2 separate regions of the Mus musculus genome follow, and region 1 is linked to region 2. The links are chromatin contacts, called in public HiChIP or PLAC-seq maps. All regions are on one chromosome and are shown on one strand. Each heading gives the region's core, a stretch centred on a gene start, on an enhancer-like site or on the middle of the called end of the contact. The rest is flanking DNA. Distances are from core to core; before and after follow the strand shown.

Evidence for each region. HiChIP or PLAC-seq counts read pairs in DNA pulled down with a chosen protein or histone mark.
Region 1: an H3K27ac HiChIP or PLAC-seq map of embryonic stem cells shows a contact between it and region 2, with 5 read pairs. The contact joins the promoter of Efcab8 here to the promoter of Pofut1 in region 2. A contact is called at or near these places in 2 of 39 promoter capture datasets (hippocampal neurons and liver) and 1 of 115 datasets of contacts at active chromatin or transcription factors (embryonic stem cells).

Annotation. Positions count from the first base shown.
Region 1 is chr2:153,777,946-153,783,121 of GRCm38.p6, forward strand. It overlaps Efcab8 (EF-hand calcium binding domain 8), which reads left to right and starts at 1,301. Exons shown (of 29, transcript NM_001370916.1): 1 at 1,301-1,480; 2 at 1,986-2,027; 3 at 2,946-3,134; 4 at 3,819-3,870. The coding sequence starts at 2,968.
Region 2 is chr2:153,238,024-153,243,172 of GRCm38.p6, forward strand. Pofut1 (protein O-fucosyltransferase 1) reads left to right here and starts at 3,509. Exons shown (of 7, transcript NM_080463.3): 1 at 3,509-3,702. The coding sequence starts at 3,564. Plagl2 (pleiomorphic adenoma gene-like 2) reads right to left here and starts at 3,335. Exons shown (of 3, transcript NM_018807.5): 1 at 3,253-3,335.

The sequences.
Region 1 (5,176 bases), core at 51-2,550, 540 kb after region 2:
TCCTGTGTTCTAAGTGGTAAACAAATAATCTGCGCATGTGCCAAGGGTATCTTATGACTACTTGTGCTCTGCCTTCCCCGTGACGTCAACTCGGCCGATGGGCTGCAGCCAATCAGGGAGTGACACGTCCGAGGCGAAGGAGAATGCTCCTTAAGAGGGACGGGGTTTCGTTTTCTCTCTCTCTTGCTCTTGCTTCTCTCTCTTGCTTCTTGCTCTCTTGCTTCTTGCTCTCTTGCTTCTTGCTCTCTTGCTTCCTGCACCCTGGCTCCTGAAGATGTAAGAAATAAAGCTTTGCCGCAGAAGATTCTGGTCTGTGGTGTTCTTCCTGGCCGGTCGTGAGAACGCGTCTAATAACAGGGAGGTGGAAGGGAAGAGTATCAAGTCATACATGGCCATCCTTGGCTATTTATATAGGAAGTTCAAATCACCTGGGCTCCATGAGACCTTGTATTAAAAAACAAAACCATGGCTGGAGAGTTAAGAGCACCGACTACTCTTCTAGAGATCCCGAGTTCAATTCCCAGGACCACATTGGTGCTCACAGCCGTCTATATAATGGGATCCGATGCTCTCTTCTGGTGTGTTTGAAGAGAGCGACAGTGTACTCATACAAACAATAAATAAAATTTAAAAAACAAAACTAAAGCCTAGATCTAATGGGTCCACTCCTGTTACTGGCAGCTCCTAGAAAGGCCCTGCATTTGCTTTTAGCCTTTGGTAGGCAGAACCAGGACACTCCTTATCCTTGATCACCAACTCAAGGGATCACCAGTGTGCACTGTGTGGCTCCACAGAGCAGGAAGATGAGCGAGTGGAAGTAGAAATCAAAGCCCAGCCAGCTTTGGACCTCCAAACAGGAAAAGGTTGGAAATGAGAAGCAGGCCTTGGGTGAGTCTGGCAACCGTGCTGCTTAGGCGTGAGACGAAGCCCAGCAAAGTGCCAACACTAAAGAGATCTCTGTCCAACCAAAAGGGGGTTAAAAACTAGGGCCTGGCCAAGACCTGGAAATCCACTTCAGCTCCAGGGAGAAGACAAAGGGAAAAATTCCAAAACTAGAGGTGTTAGTAGAAACCAAATCGCTGTAGTCCTAGGCGAAGGAGCAGGAGAAACCCCGCCTTCCCTCGCTCCCCTATCCCGGGTGCTACCCCTGCTAGCCGCCTGCCTCTGGCCCCGCCTACCATAGCCTCGCCCCTCCCACCTACTCTCGCCAACCAGTTGCCGCTTCGGCCACGTGGAGAGTAGTTTTCCTCCAGCCGCAATTTCAGCGCCTGTCCTACCCACGCGCACATTTGTCTTTCCCAGACGAGGTTAACGTCTCATCTCGCACAGCTGTGCCTTCTGAGCCCTTCCCCTGGAGACATTGTTCTCTGTGCCCCCCTTTGCTTCTGCTCTGTTATCCTTCCTTGATTCTCGTAGAGGAGCTTGGGAGTGCGCTCCCTGTTCCTAAAAGGACTCCAAACCGTATTTCCGTTCTTCCAAGGTCTGAACTGGCATCTGCAGCAGGCTGGAAAGGGCAGATAGTGCTTAGACCTCAGGATGTCCCCGGCCAAACTGTCACCAGCTGGAGCTATCAGCCACTTCCGCCCTACCTTACCTAGTGCCTTAAACTAGGACGGGCAAGTCCTTTGGGGGTACAGGAAGAAGGACAGATTGGGGCCTACCTATCTTCCCTTCACTCGGGATTTGGAACCTAGTGCAGTGACAGATGTTGGCGAATATTACCCACCATCCAGTTTAGGTCCGGTTTCCTGCGACAGCTGCCTAAGGCATGCTGGGGCACTCCGCCACACCCCCCCCCCCCAACTTCCGTACTGCTGGGTTATTTCCCTTCATCCTGTGGTATTCTCATAGCTAGGAGCTAGCCCTATCCCATCTCCTTCTCTTCCCCACCTTCTTCCCCACTTCCCCAGATTTGTATTCCTTTTTTTTTTTTTTTTTCATTCTCTTACAAACTACTTCCGGACACTTGTTTGTTTTTCCTTCAGAGTTCACAACCATCTGGTTCTGTCTGCATTCCCTTCCTCAAGGTACTCTGTGGGGAAGGAGGACCCCAGTTCAATGGGTTGCATTACGGGCCACCTTGGTTTAAGGGAAGGTAGGACCCTCCCCCCTTTTCACTGCCATAGAGTGAGCTGGAGGGTAGATGTTGATGAACAAGGGTGCAAGGGCCACCTTCTTCCTTTGTTCTGTTTTGAAGAGGTAGTTGGTTGTCCCAGCCTGAAAAAAAAAATCTTTCTTTTTTCTTTCCTTCTCCCCCTTCTGTGTGTTAGAGGAATGCATATTTGACAGGTGCCCCCACTTCTACACCTGCCCAGATAACTGCCATTAACCTTATGGCATATTTCCCCAGGTCTTTTTATTTTTTAAAATTTATTTGACATGTGTGAGTGTCTTTGTTTTGTTTGTTTTTTCGAGACAGGGTTTCTCTGTGTAGCCCTGGCTGTCCTGGAACTCACTTTGTAGATCAGGCTGGCCTCGAACTCAGAAATCCACCAGCCTCTGCCTCCCAAATACTGGGATTAAGGGCATGCGCCACCACCACCCAGCTATGTGTGAGTGTTTTATCGGCATGTATGTCTATGTATTGTGGGTGTAGTGCCTAAGGAGGTCAGAGGAGAACATCAGATCCTCTAGAACAGTAGTTACAGTCGGTTGTGGGTTGCCATCTTGGCTGCTAGGAATTGAGTGCAGCTCCTCTGCGGGAGTTTTTAACTGCTGAGCCATCTCTCCAGCCCTGCCAGGTCCCTTTCAAGGCCAATACAATTCATATAGTTAACAGAAATGTACTTTAGATACACTTTTGCATTAGGTTTCTGCCGTTTTCCGTGGCTCTTTTTCCAGTACCACATCCTGTCTCTTGTGTTTCCTTTTTCTATTCTTTAAATGTATCTATACCCTAAGCTTATGAGTCCTCAGATTTCTAGAGATTTGCGTTTTATTTCTAGATGAGTCGTCACAGCTTGCTTCATGCCCTCGTCCCTCCATGCTCCTCTTTCTGGAGAAGTTTCTGCCTTTTCTCTTAGTTGTCCTTACTTTCGATGTCAAGACAGCACGGGGGAAGACCTGGGCCGGTTCCCCTCCCCACTGCCCTTTCTCATGTGCCTACTGCTCTTCTTCCCATTTAGAGCCAGATGGTAAGGATCTTGTATTATGTTTTTCTTCTCACTCTTTTCTCTTCATTTCCCTCTCTCCCTGATGCCTCCTAGGAACCCTGTGGTCCAGGGTCCACACGGCTTACGTGTCAGTCCCGTGGGTATGACATTCTCTTCTCCTTCCCTGCTGTCTGTTTTGTTCTCTGAGAATGCCTCCCAACTCTCATCAGATCTGGGGACCCTGCGGGTCTGGTGCCCCAATATCTTGACTTCTCATTAGAAACATGGCTCTCTCCATGAGTTCTTATCTCATCTCACTGGAGAAGGTCCTGCCCCCAAGGGCCCTGGAGGGGGTTGGGAGGGTGTATGCAGTGGAGGGTTGTGCCTCCACTTTAGATGTGTGTCTACCTCTGGATCTGCTTCTCTCGGTAGTGAATGGCTTTTGGGACCTCCACATGGCTTGAGAAGTCCCTGGATTCTACAAATTCTGGATTTAAGCTAGTAATCTTCATGGCTTCAGTGGGCCAGTTTCTTTCCATCAATTCAGGAAGGCTCCACTGTAAACTTATGGAAAATGTCTGTGGGAAAGGGGGCACTCATGAAATACTAGGAGTAGCTGTGGACAAGGGGCAACCATCATCTCCTTTGACCATTTCCAACTTTCTGTGGCTTGGCTAGGTCAGGTCTGTGGACTTGTGTTAAAGCAACTGTGATTATCCATTTTAGGCCAAGACTAATGTCTTCTGAGAAGCCAGGAGAGAGCCCCAAACCTCAAAAGGTAAGAACATAACAGTGAGTGAGGGGAGATCACAATGGGAGCCACACAAATGTCATTTACCAGTCCACTGCCTTCCAAAATGTCACCAGCATAGGTCTGCTAGCTTCTGCACCAGGCTTGCAAACTTAGATATGTGTAGGACCAAGTGATAACTTAGACGAGCCTAACAAGCAGGTTCCTCTTCCCACCCCTCCTCTCCTCATCCCCCCACCCCCCATATTAAGGATGGACCCCAGTCCTTGAGTAAACTAGGCAAGGATAGTAGTGCTGACTGATAATCAACTCCAACCCTACTGTTTTGTTTTGTTTTTGTTTTAATGTATTGTCTCACTGTATATCTCTAGCTGGTCTAGAACTCACTATGTAGAGCAGGCTGGCCTCCAACTCACACAGATCTGCCTGCCTCTGCCTTCAGAGTGCAGGGATTAAAGGCACACAGAGCTAGGGTTTCATTAGAAGCCCAGTCTGGCCTTCTATCTGGCAGCCCTGGCTCAGCCTTCCTGGTTCTGGCTGGGATTTCAGGTGTGGTTTTCAGAGCATTTGCTTGGCTTCTTTAAGAGTACAGAATGGAGCCGGGCGTGGTGGTGCACGCCTTTAATCCCAGCACTCGAGAGGCAGAGGCAGGCCTGGTCTACAAAGTGAGTTCCAGGACAGCCAGGGCTATACAGAGAAACCCTGTCTCAAAAACAAACAAACAAACAAAAAAGAGTATAGAATGGGCCAAATGTCACACAAATGAGCACATCAATTCACAGTCTGTTCATGGTCTATACTTAATTTTTTGTAGCAGAGCGGCAATAATGGTGAGGTGGGTTTTATAAGTTGTTATTAAGCCAGCATTATCTGTTCAGTGCCTGGGACCAGGTAATGCAGAGATAATGCAAATTACATGTGCCTCGGAAGGAGGAAGCCTGTTAAAGCTAGGGTGTGAAGGGTTCTGGATGCTAAGCTTAGGAATGAGAAGTGGAATGAGTAGCCATGAAGTATATCAGAGGGAGGCAAAGTCAGGACCACATTTGCCTCCTAGGAAGATTGCCTGATATAAGTGTTGAGAGTCTGATTGGGAAGGAAAGGCAGACTCCGGTCTTGTGGAGGACTCATTGTGCTAGAGCCTGCCATAGGCCAGAGTTTGGGGTGGGAGATGGCTATCAGGAAGAATGAAAAAGAGGAGCATAAGAAGGGGCAGGGAACAGAGGGAAGGGCTGAGGCAGTGCTGCCGTTCCTAGCTGGCCTTAGGTGGATGCTAAGTGTCGAGTCTTCTGGCTCTGTGAGGCAGGATTGACTCTTTGCTTTGTTCCTTGTTGGA
Region 2 (5,149 bases), core at 2,259-4,758:
CACCTCCCACACGTCCACCTCATCTGTTCTGTTGAACATGCACAAACAAGACACAGCAGTTTAGCATGTTGCTACTGAAAGAGTGAGTAATGGGCTTCTAGGAAACAGGCTGCTAGTGGCTAAGAAGAGCTCATGAGGATACAGCTAGAACCAGAGGAGGAAGGCCAGCACCATGTGCTCTTGATCAGCATTAACGAGGCTATGGCTTTAAAAGAAAAGAGCCACCACCTTCATCCTACTCCTGTTGGCCTCTGAAAAAGCACAGCAAGATCTTTACCTACAATCAGTGGCCAGCAGGCTGCTGAGCAGCCACAGTTGCTGGTGTTACCTAGGAACCTTTCAGGGATCTACTCTCACTTTGTGTCCTTTGTCTGCATACTTCTTTGATCCAGAAAACCTCCTGGATTTGACTCATACAATCAGAACTATTCCTTCAGACTTCTTGTCAAAACTGTGAAAGAATTTTGCTTCTCTTTCAAAGCTGTTCTTCTGGTCTCACACTCTAGCCGTAGCTATGGAGAAGCTGACAGAACCTGTTTCCATAAAACAAACACAATCCCTCCCAGTTACTGGTATAACTCAGTGTATTCTCAGCCCTGGAATCTTCTGGCATCTGATCTGAGGGGAGGCAGCAGGGAAAGAACCTTGGACTTGCTATCAAAAGAGCCACCACTCACTGGCTGTGAAACCACAGGCAGGTTACTTCATTTCTCTGAACCTCACTCTTCTCAATTTCTAAACGAGATTCATTCTCTTAACTTGTAAATAAATGTTTTCTAGAGGACGAAGCGAAAAGGTACCATTGAGAGTGACATAAAATGTGAACATGCAGAATCCATGAGGGCCACATCTCTGCTGCCCCTCTTCACAGTGCTAAGTATAACTTCTTTTTCCCTCTTAGTGTTACTTCTCATGCCTCAAAGTCAGTTTCCTTCCCTTCCCAACATCTCAGAACTCAGCCTTCCTCTTTTCCCTCACTGCTAACCCTCAGTACAAACACAAGCCCTTTACCTCCTGGGCCAGAATTTTCTTTTGCCAGGATGGCCACTTTACTACACCGTCTTCTATTATAGCTCCATACCCAAAGTAAAAGTGCTTGCTCAATACACCGTATGGCCTTTGGAAGCTCCTGTCTGTCGTCTGTAGTGCTGTGATGTAGGTTGCCCTCTGATGAAACTATAGTTTTTATGGTGTTACATCATCTCTATAGAAACTGCGTTCTTTCTCCATTATTAGCCTGTTTCCTCATCTGTAAAGCTAAAAATACTTACCTCACAGTCTGGTTGTAAGGATTATTTTAGTCAGGTATGCAAAAAGCTCAGCAATGGGTTTGGCCTACTCTAAGTACCCAGCAAAAGAAAGCTATTATCTTGGTCTTTATACTGAGTTGCATGTTCACACCTTCTGCTGCCACAGTCCAGTTTTCCCAACTCTCCCATCAAATACTGTTAAGCTAGCCGGTTCGCTTTGCAGCAAAGAAAGGGTTAATCTCTGAGTGTTCTTAACTAAAGAGACCCACAGAGGATTAACAGCTCCACTTCAGTGACTACCCTAAAATAGCTTTTATCCCTCCTGCCCAAGAGCTACTTGGGGCTCTGAAGAACTCAATTCAACACCTGCCTAGGAGGAAACACACCCAGAAAGGTTCTTGGAGGTGGAATCTACCCTCAAAAGAACTTAAAATAGCAACTGGGAAATTATAAATAGCATTAAAGGGGAAAAGAAAACAAAACAGGCCTTGACCTGGACATCAGAAACCAATCCAAAAGCATTCTGGCTGGCTGGAAAACAGTAAGAAGGAACGGAGGAATGGGAAGAGCTGCCCACTTCCCAAGGCCAGCGCGCGCGCGCACACACACAACACCCCGGAATGGTGGGAGAATTAAATTACAGGGAGGCCTGAGAGTCTCAGTGACTTGCATCATTCCAAGAAACATCAAACAGGATTAACAGGGGTAGGATTTACTCTCGGGCTGGTAGTTCTTCTGTCAGTGTAGATGGGCCTCTTTGGAGTCCCTTTGATTCCCTATTTCCTCAGATTCCCGCTGCCTCCCAGCCCTGGGGAGGCCTGGAGCAAATGGCTGCAACTCACTCGGGCCTCATTTTCACCTACCACCCCTCCGCAACTTAGCAGCCTTTCCCCCAAGAGGAGAGGGTTAGAAACCCAAGGCCAGACTTATCACAGCCCCAGGCTGACAGGTGGAAAAACACACAAGCCAGGAGTCGGTATGCTTGCAGGTGAAAGCCCCAACTCCCAACACGGCCAGGAACGCGGCCCGCCACCGCGCCACCGCCCCCTCCCCCCCCCCCCCCCGCGACCCCGATCTGTTCCAAGCTGGACTGAAGCATGGGGCTGAAGTTGTAGGAAGTCTGGCCCTTAGGCCAGCGGAGAGACTACCCTATTTTGTAGTGTGAAATGTTAAATTCTCCCCACAATTGGAAGGTGGATGTAAAGAGTGGAGACAAGAGACGGGAATTCAATAGTAAGTCTAAAAAGTCTAATAGGATCTGGGGTGGGAAGAGCAAGCATGCACGGTAAAGAATTACGAGCACGTTATTTGAGTCTCTAAGAGACCCCATGGGGGGAAGAGGTAGGGAGATTCTAAAGGTCGAAAGAGCGAGTTCTCTGAATTTCAAACGGGTGTAGAAATGGGACCCTCCCGAAGGAAAATGCCTAAACTTTCCACAATATGATCACTGGGAAGGGAACTTCAGCTAGGGCTTTATTTTGGGTTCTTCGGCCCGAGGTACTGCAGAAAAGCCTGAAAGCAGGTTTATGAAAGTCTGGAAAACGAAAGAGCTTAGAGCAGACTATTTGGAGCAGGAAAAGGAAGGTTATGTGGGTCGGGGTAGGCGTGTCCGAGGGTGGGAACAGGTGCAGCTTATCTATGCCCCCCAGACCGCGATCCCGAGGAAGGTTAGCTGCGTGTTATCTGGGTCTCCAGGGAGTCTGGGGGGTCCAGACTAGGGGACCCTCAGGCTGAGTTTCCAGGTCTAGGAATGGAGGGAGCCTGAAAGGCTTGTTCCGGTCCCCTGGGCACAGGTCTGAGGTCCGGGGAACGTTTTCGTCACTACGGGGCCTATCGGGGGCCCGGCTAGAGCAAAGGGGGCCCCTACTCAGGGGTGTGGGCGACCGCGCTGGGCGGCCCGAAGTGAGGGGCGCCGCCGCTCCGAGAGCCGGGCGTGTGGGCGCAGCGCGACGGCCTCCCGCCCCGCTCCCCACCATCCCCCAGGACCCTCGCCGGCACTCACTGCGCTCGGGACCCCGCGCTGCGGGCCGGGCCGCGCTCGGGCTCCGCCAGGCCCGCTCAGGCCCCGGTAGTGGCGGCGGTCGGGCCATTGTGCGGTGCATTGTGGGAGCCGCGCGAGCGGGCGCTCGGGTCGTGGAGGGGGCGGTGCCGCGGGCTCTCTATGGTCCCGCCCGCCCGCGGGCTAGAGAGGCCCAGCCGGCGCGCGGGCGGCGCGCGGGGAGCACTGGGAGCGGGGCGGCCACTCGCGCCTCTTCTTCCCTCCCACCCCCTCCCCGCCTCCGGGCCGTGGCACTCTGGGGCTCTGCCGTCGACATGGGCGCCGCCGCGTGGGCACCGCCACACCTGCTGCTGCGGGCGTCTTTCCTGCTTCTGCTGCTGTTGCTGCCGCTCCGCGGGCGGTCAGCGGGCTCCTGGGACCTGGCCGGTTACCTGCTCTACTGTCCCTGCATGGGTAAGGCCTCCGGAACCCTCTGCTTAAACGGAGAAACTGAGGCGGAGGAGGCGGAGCCACTTCTCTGAGGCGCCCGGAGACTTCTCAGGTCCAGAGGAGAACACCAGAGAGGGGCAGGGCCTGTGTTCTTCCCTGCCCTACTTGCCTGGGTACAGAGGACCCATTGGTGTTCAACTTGCCATTCGACAGATGGGAGAAGTTAAGTGACTCACTCGAGGTCTAATCAGTCTCAGATCAGTAGATGGAGTTTGTAGGACAAGACCTGCCCGCACTGTCTCGTGGCAATTCTTGCATTCATTCAGCAAAGAATTTATATGCCCCCCCCCCTTTTTTTTAATGTCCCAGGCGCTGTTGTCTGTGCTGGTGGTGAATGAAACAGATAAATCTCATAGGATTCTTCATTTTAGGAAGACAGACAATAAAAAGTTTTTAAGTGCGTGCAGAATTTGTACAAGATGATTCAAACTGGGGTAATAAAAGATAACCAAGGACTCCTAAGAACCAGCGGAGGGATGCAACTTAAATGCAGTCGTGGATCATCATTATATAATCCATCCCTTCTCTCAATCCTTGAGTAGCTTGCATTCCTGACCATGGCCATCATCTGATGGCCTGACCTTGCAAGATTGGCTCCACTCTTCTCCACACCCCTTCTCCCATGGCCCTCTGGCTACAGCCATAGTAACCGGCTTTCTATTGCTTACAGACATAAAGGTCTATGAGCTATTCTTCTCGGAGTACCTTCCTATAATTTCTGCTAACTCTTTCTCATCCTTGAAGTCTCAACATACGTGTCACCAAAGAGGACTCCATTGACCTCTCTACTTGTCATTTCCTGAGTCTCCCTGTCACCAAACCTTTTCATTTTTTCCCTTGCAATCATCAAAATATACCATAAGGAATTTGTTTTCATGTTTAGTGTCTCCTAACCTGAATTAGAATGGAATGCCTTGAGGACAGAAACCTTATCCTTCTGATTTTATATTATAACATCTAGCACAGTACCTGGCACATTTCAGCCTTGCAGTGTTTCTGGAATGGATGAATGGCTGCCATATTGATGATAGCCAAATGTGCTTGCATACAACTTTAATCTCAGCACTAGAAGCCAGAGGCAGGTGGATTTCTGTGAGTTTAAGGCCAACCTGATCACATAGAGAATTCCAGAGTAGCCAGGGCTACATAGTGAGACTCTGGCAAAACAAAACAAACAAAAACCAGATAGACCTTTGTGTTTAAAGCATTCACAGCCTGCATAGACAGCCAATACAAAAAGCTGGAAAATGAAAGCAGACATATAAATGACTGAAGTGTTTATAGCTAAATGGTAAAGCATTTACCCAGCATGTCAGAGATACTAGGTTAAATACCCAGCACATAAATACATAATCTGATTCACAGCTGTAATTCTAGCATGTAAGAGGTGGAGGTAACATGCAGGAAGATT